Regions from separate parts of the Sus scrofa genome. Here region 1 is linked to region 2. The links are chromatin contacts, called in public HiChIP or PLAC-seq maps. All regions are on one chromosome and are shown on one strand. The core of a region is the stretch at or near the end of the contact, and the rest is flanking DNA. Distances in the headings are between cores, read along the strand shown.

The links. HiChIP or PLAC-seq counts read pairs in DNA pulled down with a chosen protein or histone mark.
Region 1: a contact with region 2 is called in an H3K27ac HiChIP or PLAC-seq map of alveolar macrophages. The contact joins two enhancer-like sites. A contact is called at or near these places in 3 of 47 Hi-C or Micro-C datasets (embryonic fibroblasts, liver and skeletal muscle) and 1 of 2 datasets of contacts at active chromatin or transcription factors (alveolar macrophages).

The regions. Positions count from the first base shown.
Region 1 is chr13:21,777,755-21,780,454 of Sscrofa11.1, forward strand. LRRFIP2 (leucine-rich repeat flightless-interacting protein 2) reads left to right here. Exons shown (of 29, transcript XM_021071626.1): 23 at 1,040-1,141; 24 at 1,425-1,557. Among named protein-coding and RNA genes, the nearest start is that of MLH1, 99 kb to the right of the region's middle. Within about 2 kb of position 1,412, at least 3 of the 83 cell types and tissues checked have an H3K27ac peak or open chromatin away from gene starts, as enhancers often do. A contact at or near this core is called in alveolar macrophages, where this site is marked.
Region 2 is chr13:21,638,586-21,641,285 of Sscrofa11.1, forward strand. It overlaps LOC100737115. Among named protein-coding and RNA genes, the nearest start is that of LRRFIP2, 27 kb to the right of the region's middle. Within about 2 kb of position 1,331, at least 1 of the 83 cell types and tissues checked has an H3K27ac peak or open chromatin away from gene starts, as enhancers often do. A contact at or near this core is called in alveolar macrophages, where this site is marked.

The sequences.
Region 1 (2,700 bases), core at 162-2,661, 140 kb after region 2:
AAATTGGGTGGGTTTTGAAGTCCAGGGTATTTTATTCCAGAGTAACAGTTTGTCAGCACTAGCCAGATGTGAGTTCCTGCCTCTGCACTGCTGTCCTGAGCCCTGTCAGTTGAGATCTAGGCAATGGCAGGGAGTGTACAAATGGCTTTTTCTGAGCCTTCTTGTGTGTTAACACTCCGCGAGCAGTGCTTTCTGATAAGCACTCCTTTCAGCCTGTGCCCTGTTATTATCCCTTCTGTTTTTGTGAGGAAACTGAGGCCTAGGTAAGTTAATAGGTGTCAGGACTCGGAAGCCTGATTCCAAAACCCATGTTCTGCTGTCTTCCATAGGTGGGCTGTGTTTGTTTGGTCATTATTTTTGTTTTTCACATTTTAAAGGTTGTATCAGAAAATCAGATCACCCTGAGTTGCATTTAATTAAATTAACAAAAACAGATCCTTGAGAATTGGAAGGGGGGTTAGCTGTTTTTAATTATGTGGTATTTTAGGAATATTTTACCGTACTACTTAGAGAACAATTACTACAGCTAACATTTAATTAAAATACTTTGTGTATATATATCTATGTATACTGGTTTTCTTCTAGGGCCAATTTTTATTTTTTTAAAAAACAAGTAATATTCTTGAATAAACTAGTTTAACATGAAATGTGGGGTTTTTTGGTCTACCAAATAAAGCATGCTTAGGAGGTTAGTAAGGAAGATTTTTATTTTAATATTACTGCTGTCTTCATCTTCTTTTTCTTTTTCTTTTTTTTTTCTTTCATTGACTGGAAAAGAAAGATTTGTTTTCTTGCCTGATATGATAAGCATGTTTTGCCAAATTTATGCACGATTAACCAGTTTCTATTAAAACTCTCTTCTGGAGTTAGATATCCATATAACTTCGTATTTCCTCCCATATCTAACCGCTTGCTTCCAAGCTTTTAACTCTTCGTCTTTTATGCCCTTATCTTTTTACATTTAAATCAGGTACTTCTCTGCTCCCTTTCACTTGCTCTTTTTCTGTCATTCTTTCTCTTGCTACCCTGTCTAAACCAGGCCCTAGAGAAACAGAAAGAATACATTGGCTGCCTCAGGAATGAGCGGGATACGCTCAGAGAGGAGCTGGCCGGCCTGAAGGAGGCAGCGAAGACGGGAGAGGTACGTTCGCCTCACCCGAGGCCAGGCCCTCACTGCTTTGTTCTTCCTTCCTCCCTCCCATCCTGTCAGCTTTCTAGCCTGAGTACCAACCACAGTGCTCATTCTCCAGCCCAAATGTGGTGGGTGTAAGTCCTCTCTCTATAAGGGCTAGATTCCCTGTAGCTAGTCCTGACCAGGTTCTGCCTGTGGCAAGCACATGCCATGCGTGACAGGGTCACCTCGCTGCTGCATGCTGCTTCCCTGTGGGCCGTCTTATGTGATGATGGTTTGTTCTTCCCCACAGAAACATGGCTTAGTCATCATCCCCGATGGCACACCCAATGGCGATGTCCACCACGAGCCAGTGGTCGGAGCTATCACTGTCGTGTCTCAGGAAGCCGCTCAGGTCCTAGAGTCAGCAGGAGAAGGGCCACTAGGTGAGATCCCAGCTGCTGCGCAGACTTGAAGTAATGTCATCCTCTTGGATTTGCAGCCTGTTCACACCCTTTCTTGGAAAACAAAAACAAACCTGGACTGTCTGAGCCTTATCTCCATCCCAAACAGGAAGAAATGTGGACAGACTGTCTTCAGATGTCTTTGGCCTTGGGAAACCAACATCTGGTTCATTGTCAGCCAGTCAATGTAACTATAAGGTCCCTGGTTGGAAGCACTGGGTGTATATAACATACTGCTTTCTCTTTTTCTTTCTTTTTTTTTTTTTTTGGTCTTTTGTGTCCATTTAGGGCTGCACCCGCAGCATATGACGGTTCCCAGGGAAGGGGTCCAATCGGAGCTGTAGCTGCCAGCCTACGCCACAGCCACAGCAACATGGGATCCAAGCCACATCTGCGACCTACACCACAGCTCACGGCAACCCTGGATCCTTAACCCACTGAGTGAGGCCAGGGATCAAACCTGCAACCTCATGGTTCCTAGTCGGATTCATTTCCACTGCACCATGGTGGGAATTCCTGCTTTTTCACTTATATACAACCTTCTGCAAAGAGAGAATCCAGCACATCCACCCAAGAGAACCAGTGGGCTGATAGGTGACTTCTGGAGTATGTTTTAAGTTTGTTCTTCCTGGAGCATCTGGTTTTCTGTTCTACTTATCCCAGGATTCTGTAGCTCTTTTCCACTGCATTTCTTAAGGCCAGAAACAGATGACTAAGGAGAGCTCAGAGGAGTTTTATTCCATAGCAGGTCTTCTGAGCCTCTTAAGGTCTAAGCCTCTTACATTTAACCCTTTGAGAACTATTGACAGCTCTTTCAGGAAATCACCCAGATGCCCATCCTCGCCTCCAATAAGAATCCTGTTCTAGAGAAGAATGGTACAGGTAGATAGTGTATAATCAGCTCACTTTTATATTAAAAAGAACAATCTTTTTTTCCTTCTTCAAGTCTTTTTTCATATACTTGTAGGTTTCCTAGAGGAATGGATGTACCATGAGTGGGGTTGGGGGACAACCAAAACACTTAACTAATTAAAGGCATGTTCTCTAACGTATGGAATTCTAGAAGTGTAACCATGGAGCATGTTGATAGATCAGAGGATGCTGGCGAGGCGAGCGGGAGTGGCT
Region 2 (2,700 bases), core at 81-2,580:
ATACATTGAATATTAGTTGAATATGTTCCCTAAATTAATCTCAGACATCTTCTACCTCCTGTCAAGCTACTCAAGGCTCAGAGCTATGCTGGTATTCTTGAGTTTTCAGCCTTGATCACACAGTACTGTCCCCTTAACTACCTGGGAACCAGGCTGTCTCCTTCTCTCAGACTCAATTTTCTGTTAGACCTTGGCTGACTCTCCTGAGCCCTGGCCTCAGGCCTGCTCGTAGCCATTTTTTTAAAGCTTGAAACTCGGCATTTATTATCATCACATCAGGTAAGTTTTATGTGAACACAAAGATTTGAAGATGCCGATCTAGTTCATTCCATCTTTTTTACAATTAAGAAATTTAGGATCAGGAGTTCATGTCATGGCTCAGCAGGTTACAAACCCGACTAGTATCCATGAGGATGTGGATTCAATCCTTGGCCCCACTCAGTGGGTTAAGGATCTGGCTTTGCCATGAGCTGTGGTGTAGGTTGCACACGCCGCTCGGTTCCCTCATTGCTATGGCTGTGGTGTAGGCTGGCAGCTGCTGCTCCGATTTGACCCCTAGCCTGGGTCCCTATGCTGCAAGTACAGCCTTAAAAAGCAAAAGAGAGAGAGAGAGAGAGAGAGAGAGAGAGAGAGAGAGAGAAACTTAGGTTCAAAGATGATACTGAGCAACCTGTATGAGGTGCACAGCTTTCACTTGAATTTGCACCAGAATTTGGATCTCTCACATGACCCACCCAGTTCTCTAGTTCTGACTTCAGCCCTAAGGAGTGACCTTAGATAAAGGAGTTTAAAACCACTCTGGACGTCAGTTTCTTTTTTTTTTTTTTTTTTCCGTATCATGATTTTTTTAAAGTATAGTTGACTTGCAATGTTGTATTATTTTCTGCTGTACAGCAAAGTGACTCAGTCATAAAATATTTCCTTTCTTATATAATCTTCCATCATGGCCTACCCCAAGAAACTGGATATAGTTCCCTGTCCTATAGAGTAGGACCTTGTCTATCCATTCTAAATGTAATAGTTTGTGTCTACTAACCCCACATTCCCTCCCCATTCCTGTCCTTCCCCCCTCCACATTGGCAACCCAAGTCTGTTCTCTCTGTGAGTCTATTTCTGTTTTGTAGATAGGTTCATTTATACCATATTTTAGATTCCACAAATAAGTTATATCGTATGGTATTTGTCTTCGTGACTTAGTGTGATCATCTCTAGTTGCATTCATGTTGCTACAAATGACATCATTTCATTCTTTTTCTCTTTTTTTTTCTTTGTGGTCTTTTTAGAGCCACACCCATGGCATTTGGAGGTTTTCAGGCTAGGGGTCAATTCAGAGCTGTAGGCACTGGCCTATGCCACAGTCACAGCAACGTCATATCCGAGCCTCGTCTGCAACCTACACCACAGCTCACCACAATGCCGGATCCTTAACCCACTGAGCAAGGACAGGGATTGAACCGGCAACCTCATGGTTCCTAGTCAGATTCATTTCTGCTGTGCCACGATGGGAACTCTGATACATATGTATTTATTGCCATTTTAAACCTTGTTTTTCAGTTGATTCTGTGTTTCATCTTTGTTCCTTTTTCTTTTTGTGGTTTGAAGTCTTCCTTTTCTTTTATGCTTTTGTTCTCTTCTTTTTGGTTTTTGTGAATCTGTTTTATGTTTTTGACTTGTGTTTGCCCTTTCAAGTCTATTAACCCCTTCCTTTATCTGCTTACTTTAGACCGATAGTCATCCAGGCTTAAACATATTCTGGGGGGAAAAATAATACATTTTCAGAGTTCCCGTCGTAGTGCAGTGGTTAACGAATCCGACTAGGAACCACGAGGTTGCGGGTTCGATCCCTGCCCTTGCTCAGTGGGTTAACGATCCGGCGTTGCCGTGAGCTGTGGTGTAGGTTGCAGACGCGGCTCGGATCCCGCATTGCTGTGGCTCTGGCGTAGGCCGGTGGCTACAGCTCTGATTCGACCCCTAGCCTGGGAACCTCCATATGCTGCAGGAGCGGCCCAAGAAATGGCAAAAAGACAAAAAAAAAAAAGAAAGAAAGAAATTGTATTAACTCCATAAGTTTCTTTAATTGTTCCTTTCCATCCTCAGACTTTGAAAAAAAAATAATAATACATTTTCTTCCTCTCCTTTCCCACACTTCATGAACTTTACGACCCTTTTACATCTTTATCCTTTTGCGCTTCCTTGTGTTTATCAATACTTTCACAGATAGGTTTTTTGGTTTGTTTGTTGTTTGTTTGTGATCCGTATACTGGCTAATTTAAGTGATTGACTTTCCAATTATGATTTCCTCCTTCCCGTATCTTCTTGCTTCTTTTCTATCTAGAGAAGACCTTTCATTATTTCTTTTAGGATAGGTTTAGCATTGCTGTATTCTTTTAGTTTTTGCTTGACTGAGAAATTATTTATTTCTCCTCCTATCCTAAATGATAATCTTGCTGTGTGGAGAAGTCTAGGTTGAAGATTTTTCCGTTTCAAGACTTTGAATATATTTTGCTATTCCCCTCTGGCCTGCAGCATTTCTGTAGAGATATTAGCTGATGGCCTTATGGGGGGAGGAGGGTTTCCCTTGTAATTAACTCTTTGTTTTTCCTCTTGTTGCCTTTAGAATAATTTTTGCCATTTTTATTATATTATGTGATTTTTTTTTTTAATGACTGCACCTGTGGCACATGGAATTTCCCAGGCTAA